Linked DNA regions of Strix aluco: region 2 is linked to region 1. The links are chromatin contacts, called in public Hi-C maps. All regions are on one chromosome and are shown on one strand. Each heading gives the region's core, a stretch centred on a gene start, on an enhancer-like site or on the middle of the called end of the contact. The rest is flanking DNA. Distances are from core to core; before and after follow the strand shown.

The links. A called contact is a pair of places that touch in the nucleus more often than the background predicts.
Region 2: a contact with region 1 is called in a Hi-C map of heart, with 5 times the contacts expected there. The contact joins the promoter of PTPN9 here to the promoter of FAM219B in region 1. A contact is called at or near these places in 2 of 2 Hi-C or Micro-C datasets (brain and heart).

What each region holds. Positions count from the first base shown.
Region 1 is chr12:5,839,317-5,843,475 of bStrAlu1.hap1, forward strand. It overlaps FAM219B (family with sequence similarity 219 member B), which reads right to left and starts at 1,650. Exons shown (of 6, transcript XM_074836835.1): 1 at 1,039-1,650. The coding sequence starts at 1,401. It overlaps COX5A (cytochrome c oxidase subunit 5A), which reads right to left. Exons shown (of 6, transcript XM_074836838.1): 5 at 3,614-3,736; 6 at 1,783-1,945. The coding sequence ends at 3,623.
Region 2 is chr12:6,021,977-6,026,389 of bStrAlu1.hap1, forward strand. PTPN9 (protein tyrosine phosphatase non-receptor type 9) reads right to left here and starts at 3,132. Exons shown (of 13, transcript XM_074837843.1): 1 at 2,787-3,132. It overlaps SNUPN (snurportin 1), which reads right to left. Exons shown (of 8, transcript XM_074837848.1): 8 at 3,723-4,413. It overlaps LOC141928942 (a long non-coding RNA gene), which reads left to right and starts at 3,248. Exons shown (of 4, transcript XR_012624916.1): 1 at 3,248-3,475.

The DNA of each region.
Region 1 (4,159 bases), core at 400-2,899:
TTGCAAGCTTAATGCCAGTAATACTCAGGACAAGATGTGATGGAGGAGATTTAACTAGCAGGTTCATCAAATAAACAATAAGGATACTTTATTTGAACTTCTCCACAGAGTTTGAGTCTTTCAAGCTTCTCCCCATACAATAATAAAACCACATCATTAAAATGAAAGCAGTGTCATATAATCAGGTCTGAGAGTCAGGGCTTTAAGGAAGAGCCTGCCCTGTCTGTAAGGCATTTATCATCAAGGAGAGCCAGCACTACTCAGTGACAACGGGCAGGAAAAAAGTTCTATAAATACAATAATTAATGAAGAAAAGAGAGGAAAATTCAGAAAATGGGAGACAGAGTCAGTGCAGGAAGGACAGGGAATTAGAGAAAGCAGTTAATGAAGAAACAATGCAGAAGACCTGGGGTGGTGATCGGAGAGCACAAGCAGGATTAGCATCAGTGTCTTAAGCCAGAATTAGCAAGGCAGAGCCTTACACACGGGAATAACTCTGTGCACAGGGAGTTGGGGCCGCCTGGGTCAGTGGGGTTAACCAGGCAGGCAGCAAACTTCTGCCCGCTGCTCCCTTGTATCCCCTGTATGTGCTATACCCCTCCCTGTGCAGCCCCTGCACACGCTCTGCTTTACACCGCCCCTGCCCTACCCTGTGCCACCACACGTATAACCCCCTTACAGCCAGATGCACACCCTCTACCCCTATACTGCTCCTCTGCATACGCCCCAGCCAGGCCCCACACAGACCTCAGCCCTACACCACCCCCATGCACACACCCCATACTGCCCCCACACACACCCAGCCCTATACCACCCCATGCACACACCCCATACTGCCCCCACACAGACCCCAGCCCTATACCGCCCCCATGCACACACCCCATACTGCCCCCACACAGACCCCAGCCCTATACCACCCCCATGCACACACCCCGTACTGCCCCCACACAGACCCCAGCCCTATACCACCCCCACGCACACACCCCAGCCCTATATCCCCACGCACACACTCCACAGTGCCCCCGGCCCCGCACGTACCCCCGGTGCCCGCCGCCCGCCGGGCCTGCTCCCAGCGGGACCGGCTCCGGGACCGGCTCCGCCGCCGCCCGTCGCCATGGCCGCCCGTCGCCCCGCCCCCTCGCCTCTCCCGCCAATGGCAGCGCGCGGCGGCGGGATCCAGCCAATAGGAGGCGGGGAGGTGGCGCGCGCCCCCGCCGCGCATGCGTAGTGCGGCCGGCGGGCAGCGGCAGGGGCCGGCGGGACGTCCTGCCCCACACGGGCCTTGCCGCGAGCCCCCTCCGCACCAGGGAACTGCTTCCTGTTTTCCTGAAGAATTTCCCTCTTCCCCTCTTTTTTTTTTTGCCGGAGCCGTGGTGGGAAACAGGCTCTTGAGAGCAGCATCTCTCCTGGCAGGTGCGCAGGCAGGGCAGCGGGAGCGCGGCCCAGCGGACAGGAGCCTCCCACCCACCTCGGACGCTTCGTTAGGCCCCGACTTCGTCACGGTGAACCGACTCCGCCAAGGGCAGGGAGAGCTCTGCAAGCCCTCCTCCTCCTCCCCAAAGCTGTGAGTACAGGAGGGTCACCATGCCCTCCAGACACATCCTTCCTTACCTTTCCCTTCCCGAAGGTGGAGCTAGAAGCCACAGACGCACGCTTTGCCGGGCAAATAATGATTTATAAGCTCTTGCACGTACTCTTTTTTACAGTTATATATTTATAGTTTGTGTCCTTCTTTCCCCGTAAAAACAAAAAGAAATAACCACACAAGCCACCGCTACCACATCAGTCAAACCAGTTTTTCCTTTATTAGGTCCAACTTCACATCACATATATTGTGACTCAATAAAGGAAGAAGTTCTTTCAAATAAGGTAATATTTTAACATTTGTGTCTTCAGGCGACTGTGTACAATCAGGTAGCATCAGTAAAATGCTCGAGTAATGCACCTGGAACAGAAAAGAACAGAAAAGCCATTAAAGGAGCAGCTCAGTATCTCCACAGAGTTTCCATGGTGCCTCAAATGAGTTATTTCACAGAATCATCTCGGTTGGAAAAGCCCTTGAAGCTCCTCCAGTCCAACCATGAACCTCACCCTGACCGTTCCCAACTCCACCAGATCCCTCAGCGCTGAGTCAACCCGACTCTTCAACCCCTCCAGGGATGGGGACTCCCCCCCTGCCCTGGGCAGCCCATTCCAACGCCCAACAACCCCTTCTGCAAAGAAATCCTTCCCAAGAGCCAGTCTGACCCTGCCCTGGCGCAGCTTGAGGCCATTCCCTCTTGTCCTGGCGCTGGTTCCTTGGCTCAAGAGACTCATCCCCCCTCTCTGCACCCTCCTTTCAGGGAGTTGTAGAGGGCCATGAGGTCTCCCTCTTTTTTATTATTTATTTTTATTTACACTCAAAGCCCAGTTTAATCATACTCAGCCCCCAAATGCAGTTACTGCATTGCCAGCACAGCTGTCTCAGTACCCCCCTTGCACCAAGACATCATGTCCCAGGGCAAGGAGGAGGGCAGGGACTTAAAGATCCAGAATTAAGTACTATTTGCAGTCTGACACCTGATACCTCTATTCTAAGCACAATATCAAAAAAAGAATATGACACTGGCCATCTCCTGAAGAAACTGAGTTAACAGACTGTCTTTACATAACTTTACTTCCACAAGGATTTTTATTTAGGGCTTAATTTTAGTCTGGGATTAGAGCACATTAGGTCTTGCCTACACTTAATGACAGATCCTCATTAATCAGAGAAGCTGCTGTTTAGTAACAACACCTTCATGTGTTGCAGCTCATGCAAGAAGCTGGTATTTATGATGATCTAAATGTCATTGTTACAGCTGGTTTCAAGTTTAGAAAGTACTCAGAAGTTCAGCTCTAAAAAGCCAGCAAAACAAGTGGCTTTCCGAGACTTGAGGCCGCTACAATCAGGACAAAATACTACATGCACTGTCCCTGAAATTATCTACTGAGGCTGAAGGATATTCTGCGCACAGATCGGTTAAGCTCTGGCTATGCTACAGCTGATCTGTTCATTCTGTAAGAGAGGAGCCCTCCAAAGTACAGAAAAAAGATGCTATTTTAAGCGTAACATGAAGAAACTTCAGTGTTGTTGGGTGACTACCATCAGTGGGGCCCATTTTCTAGCACAACCTAGTAATTAGTGTCCCAGTTTTCTAAACTGGCCAGACTGTGACAATAGAGTGAAAGTTTGTGCATTTCCAGTGGAAATGATCCTGCCATTTGCTAAAAGTGCTTCTGAGGGACAAGCTGATGAGGAGCAAAGGTCAACGTGCTGCCAACAAAGTGCTGCAATACCCATTGTCGTGGCAACTGCTATGTAGAAACTTCTGGGAGGTTGGGTATGGTTGCCAACCACCCTATCCCTTCTCAAGCAACCACACTGTTCTTGTCCTAAGCCTTATCTGAAAAGGGTTAGTACCTTTTCAAGGAGACCTGTAGTTATAGAGATATCTGGAGAATCACATGACAAGCTTGAACTTCACAGCATTTCAGACCCATGAAGGCAAGGAAGAGGACTCTGTCTTTGCCAGGAGAGTTTTGGGTACAGGAGTCCCATGCCAGGAGTCTCAGAAGCAACGGCATCCCTTACCGATAAGGTTTATGCTTTGTCCAGGCCCAGTTCCTCTGGAGTGGAGATTCCCAGTTCACTCAAAGTTGGTCTAAGTTCCTGGATAACGTAAGGATAGATTTCCTTGTGAGGTCCTGCCTTGTCCTAAATAAAAAGGAATGATGTTATTTTGACAGCAAGCATTTGTCAAGGTCCACCGTACAGCGCTCAGGTCTGCAATCAAGACAAAAGGGTCCGTGGTCTGATCCACCTACTGCAGGACAGGAGAGCACAGCCCAGCTTTAACTGGGCACCAAGTAAACAAGGCTTGTGTACAGCAATACTGGAAAGTTCTCCTACCAATTCACCGTGGCTGCAAAGCACCCCAGAATAATGCTGAACTCCCCTCTGGGGGATCTGCAGATTATTCTTAACACTTGACACCTTTCCCTCACTTAACATCAGGCTGATGTGACCCGTGACGTGTGTGTGTCACCACACAAAACTAAAGGCCAAGCCACGCTCCTTCAATGAGGGATGCTTTGCAAACCAGCCCAAAGACCGCTTAGACCTTAGGAAATGTGACAA
Region 2 (4,413 bases), core at 1,882-4,381, 180 kb after region 1:
AGAACACTGACCCTCCGGTCGCTTTCGCCTCCACGCTGTAGCCCCCGAGGCCAGCGAGGTGGCCGATGTCACGCCGTGCCCTGGGCCAGTCCCGGCTCCCGGGCTCCGCGTCCCGGGGGTCGGGGGAGGGTGGGGACGGACACCCCGGCGGCCGCGGCTCGGGGTGCGGCTGCAGAGGCGGGTGGGCACCCCCGGGGTGGGGGGTGGGGGTGGAGGAGGGGAGAGCCAGAGGCTGCTCATCGGCCCCGCTCCCCGAGCCCGGCAACATCCTCCCGCGGTGACGCAAGGGCCGGCGGAGGAAGCCGGGACGTCACGGGAGGCCCGGGGCGTGGGAAGCGCGTGCACACGCATCCCCACGGCAGCCTGCCCACGGGGGGAGGCCTGCGAGGACAGGGGGGGGGGGACGGGGGGGGCCGGGACACACGTCGCTTTGGGGGTGCGTGACCCCCAACCCCACGCTGCAGCACCCCGGCGCGCCCAGGGCACAGGCCCCGCCAAGGCCTTTGGGGTGCGCGCTGGGCGGGGAACGGGGGGCTGCGGGGATGGGGGGGGGCTGCACAGATTGGGGGGGGCAAGGGGGTTGCAGATGGGGCTTTCCTTGCGGAGAAGCGCCCCACTGGGGAAAAAACAGCGCTGCAGATGGGGGTAGCCAAAAATAAAAACCGGGGAGGGGGGGGGGGGGCAGCGCACGGGGTCCGGTCCTGCCCGGCCCGGGGAAGGGGAGCCCGGCGGGGACCTACCTGCTCCTCCTCGGCGCTGAGCTCCGCGGCCATGCTGCGCGGCCCCGCTGCCCGCGGGGGGCCGGGCCGGGCCGAGCCGAGCCGGGCTAGGCGTTGGGCGCCCCGCCGGAGCCCATCCCCGGGGGCCGGCGGCGCTGCGGGCACCGGCCCCTCCCGGCCGCCGCAGGCTCTCGGCGAGGGCGGTTCCGCCCCGGGGTCCCCGCCGAAAGTGCCGAAAAATTTAAAATAAATTAAAAAAAAAAAACCCAAACCACAAACCCCAAATTTGAAATCTCTCCGGCAGCCCCCCGGGAAGTTTCGCTCGCCCCGGGGAAGCGCCGCTCGGTTGGGCTGGGCCGGGCTGAGCTCCCCGCCCCGCTCCGCTCCGCTCTGCCCCGGCGGGGGCGGCGGCAGGAAGCGCCCGCAGCCCCCTCCCCTCCCCGCGGCTCGGCCGGCCCCGGCGGGCAGGCGGCCAGGGGAAGGCGGGGGACAGGAAGCCCTCCCCGGCGGGGGGGCGGGGGGCGCCGCCGCCTCCCGGGCCGGCAGCAGCGAGGGCAGCGGCCCCGGCAGCCGCCGGGATGGGGATGGAGGAGCCGGCGCAGCCCCGCCGCTCCCCGCCCCGCCCCGGGCCGGCTCGGCTCTGCCGGCAAAGCGCCGCGTCCCCCGGTCCCCCCCCCCCCCCCCCCCCGCCCCCAGCAGCTTCGGTTACCGCCTCGGCAGGCGGTAGCACCGCTGCCGCCGCTAAAATGGTGGCAGGCGGCCCTGCCTGACACCCACCGGCGCTGCCTGCACAGGAGAGACGGGCAGGGCGGGGGCAGCGCTGGACGAGGGCGCCTGCAGCCCCCCGGGGCTCTGCCTCCCAGCCGGGGGCACCTCGGCAGCCGCGCTCACCAGGGGCCTTCGAGGAAACCCCAAGGCTGTGCATTTGTGCGAGCCCACCGCCAACGCGAGCTCCCCGGGGCCCAAAATCAGTCTTTGTTTTTTTTTCTCTTTATTCTCGCTGTGTGCTGTACCCCCAAACCATGCGGGCAGTGACCCCAGGGCAGGACACGGGCTCCCCACTGCGGCGCGCAGCCTCGCCTCTCCCACCCGCCCTTCCCGGCACCAGCACCCTCCCTTGCCGGGACTTCAGCCTCTGCCTCGCAGCTTTCCCCCCCGGGCAGGCGTGTGCCTTCCCAGCGCGCAAACCGGCGTCCAGGATTTCCAGCCCTTCGCTCTCCCTCTCCACAATCGCCAGGCTGCGTTCCCCAGCTGGGCACAGGTGTCTGTGCTGCTGGGAAGGAGTGGGGACACCCCGGGGGGTGCAGGGCCCCTGCTGTGCTGCACAGCCTCGGCCCGACCTAAAAACCAGGCCCCAGGACAGGGGGACATTTTGTTCAGCCGAGGAGGACTGCGTTGGCAATGTGCCCGCAGCCAGAGCCTTTGCACCTAACTCGGAGAAAATGGAAGAAAGTGCAGAGGGAAGGGGCTGAGCCCTCGAGCCACATCCAGCATGCGGCTGTCTGTCTGTCTGTCCTCCAGAGCCTCCACGGCTACAGGTTGAGCTGCCCGCTCAGCTCTCCTGCCCCAGACTAAATTTAAGCCCCTGGGGGGGGTGACCCCTCCTTGGTCCCTGCCGAAGCTGCCGCCTGTCCCAGTTGGGAGCAGGGCAGGGAACAGCTGGGAGCGGGATCGCACCCAGCAAATAAAACAGTCACAGCAACAAACTGCATTGGCCCCGGTGACTTCCGTTTAACACCCTCTCTCCAAACACAGCCTTTCGTTTCCAGCAGGAATTGCAACACAAATATTTATTTCTCCAGCCCAGCTCATGCTTTTAAAAGGGAAACTATGCGGCATCATCCGGAGCCGGCGGAAAGCTACAGTTGCTTCCCTCTTGCTCTCCTCCATCGATCGGAGCAAGCAGCTGAAAGCAGCCCCCCTTCAGCTGTATTTTCTCCCCTGCCCACTCCCCTCCCTCGGCTAGAGGACCTTGAAAGGTTGCTGTAGGGCAGCAGGGAGGCGGTAACCTGAGCTGCAGCTTTCTCTGCCCTAAGGGATGCACAAATCTTGCAGCCAGATACCCACCTCCGGGTTTAATTGCCTGACGGAAGGAAAGCTATGCTGATAGGAGGCTGGATGTGGTCTCCCGGCCGGGGCTCTCCCTGCGGTCCTCTGCCAGCTGGTGAGGCTGAAGCGTAGGGGGAACCCACAGCCGGAGCAGCCCAGAGCCTTCGAGGGACGGGGAGGACAAGGCAGCCCAGGTGTTTGTCCTTTTCCCCGGGGCCAGTTGCGTCACATGCTAAAAAAACCAAAATGTAGTAACAAAAATAACAAAATAAGCAACCGTTTGAAAGAGACTGCAGCACGCTCAGCTGCATCCGAAAGCTGCAGAGCCGGGGTGCTGTTTCCTCCCCTCCTGAAGCCAGCTCTGGCCGCAGTTGGGACAGTTCCTGCTGCCCGCTGGTATAATCAATAGCGGCTGCACAGTCAGATGATCGCACGCAGCCCACACGCTTGGCACAGAAACAAGCGTTTTTCTGGGAAAAACGGGGGGTGCGAGTGCAGGATACAAGTGCCCCCGCTATCTGCAGGCAGCCATCCCCGCTCTCGATATCTCCTCCTGGATACGGGCCCTCCTCCGGGGGCATTCTCATAGACTGCTGGGAGGAGACGCCCCAGCGCCACGTTTACCCTGATAGTTCATCTCCCCCTCTGTCACAAGAGCCGTCCTGCTCTGGCCTTTTAATCTCCCTCTGGAAAACAACCTGGGGATGGTGAGTACAATCGTCTCATCCCCGCTAAAGCCGGGGAAAGGCAGCAGCCGGTGCTCGCAAAGCGGGCTTGGGCTGGGGTAAGAGGGGCAGCGGCGGGGAGGGAGGGGCTGAAGCACCTCGGTGTGCAGAGAATCAAACCCGCACAAGCATTTCCTCCGCTCCAGTTAGCGCTGCAAGCGGTTTTTCAATCCCTATTTGGGAGGCACAGCACGCATCCACCCTTAGGTAGCAGGAAGACGCTCAAGAATTTGTCTTTCTGAGAAACCTTTTATTTGGCACAATCAATGCTAGCGTTTTTCAGAGCGAAACCATTCCTTCCTCCCCCTACTGAGAAAAGCCTCGAGTACAGGCTTCTGCCGTGCTCACGCCGCACAAAGCTGTGCTGGGAGGCAGGGCCTGCTGCGATGCAAGGAAATTTAGCTTTTCCTAGTAACATGTGGGTGTGGAAAGCCCAGCCTTTGGCTTTAGAGCAGCCTGCTGCAAACTTTTTGTTACTAGAAGCAGACTGACCACAAAACTTTCATTGAGAAGGCCTTGGTAAACAGCTGGATCAAAGGCTGAAACGCCCCGATTTCCAGGGCTGGGGAGGTGGGGCTGCTGTCGGGGCTGGGGTTACGAGCAGCAGCTGCACCTCGGAGGTCTGAGCACTGTTCCTATGCTGGAGCTTTGCCAGAGGCTTTACCAGAAGCAGGGTCAGGAGCTGAACCAGGAACCCTGCAGTGTGGGGACAGATCATTCCATTTCCCAACACACAACTGCCTTAGCAAAGAACCTGACAATCCTGTTAAGGCCTCACAGAAGCCCTGGCAAGAAAAAAAAAAAAAAAAAAAAAAAAAAGAGAGAGAGAGAGAAATCCAGCAGCACTTGGAGCAAGATATTCCACTTTTGTTGCCCTTTGAACAAAACCATCCTATTTTATAACCTTTGCCCCCCTCTCA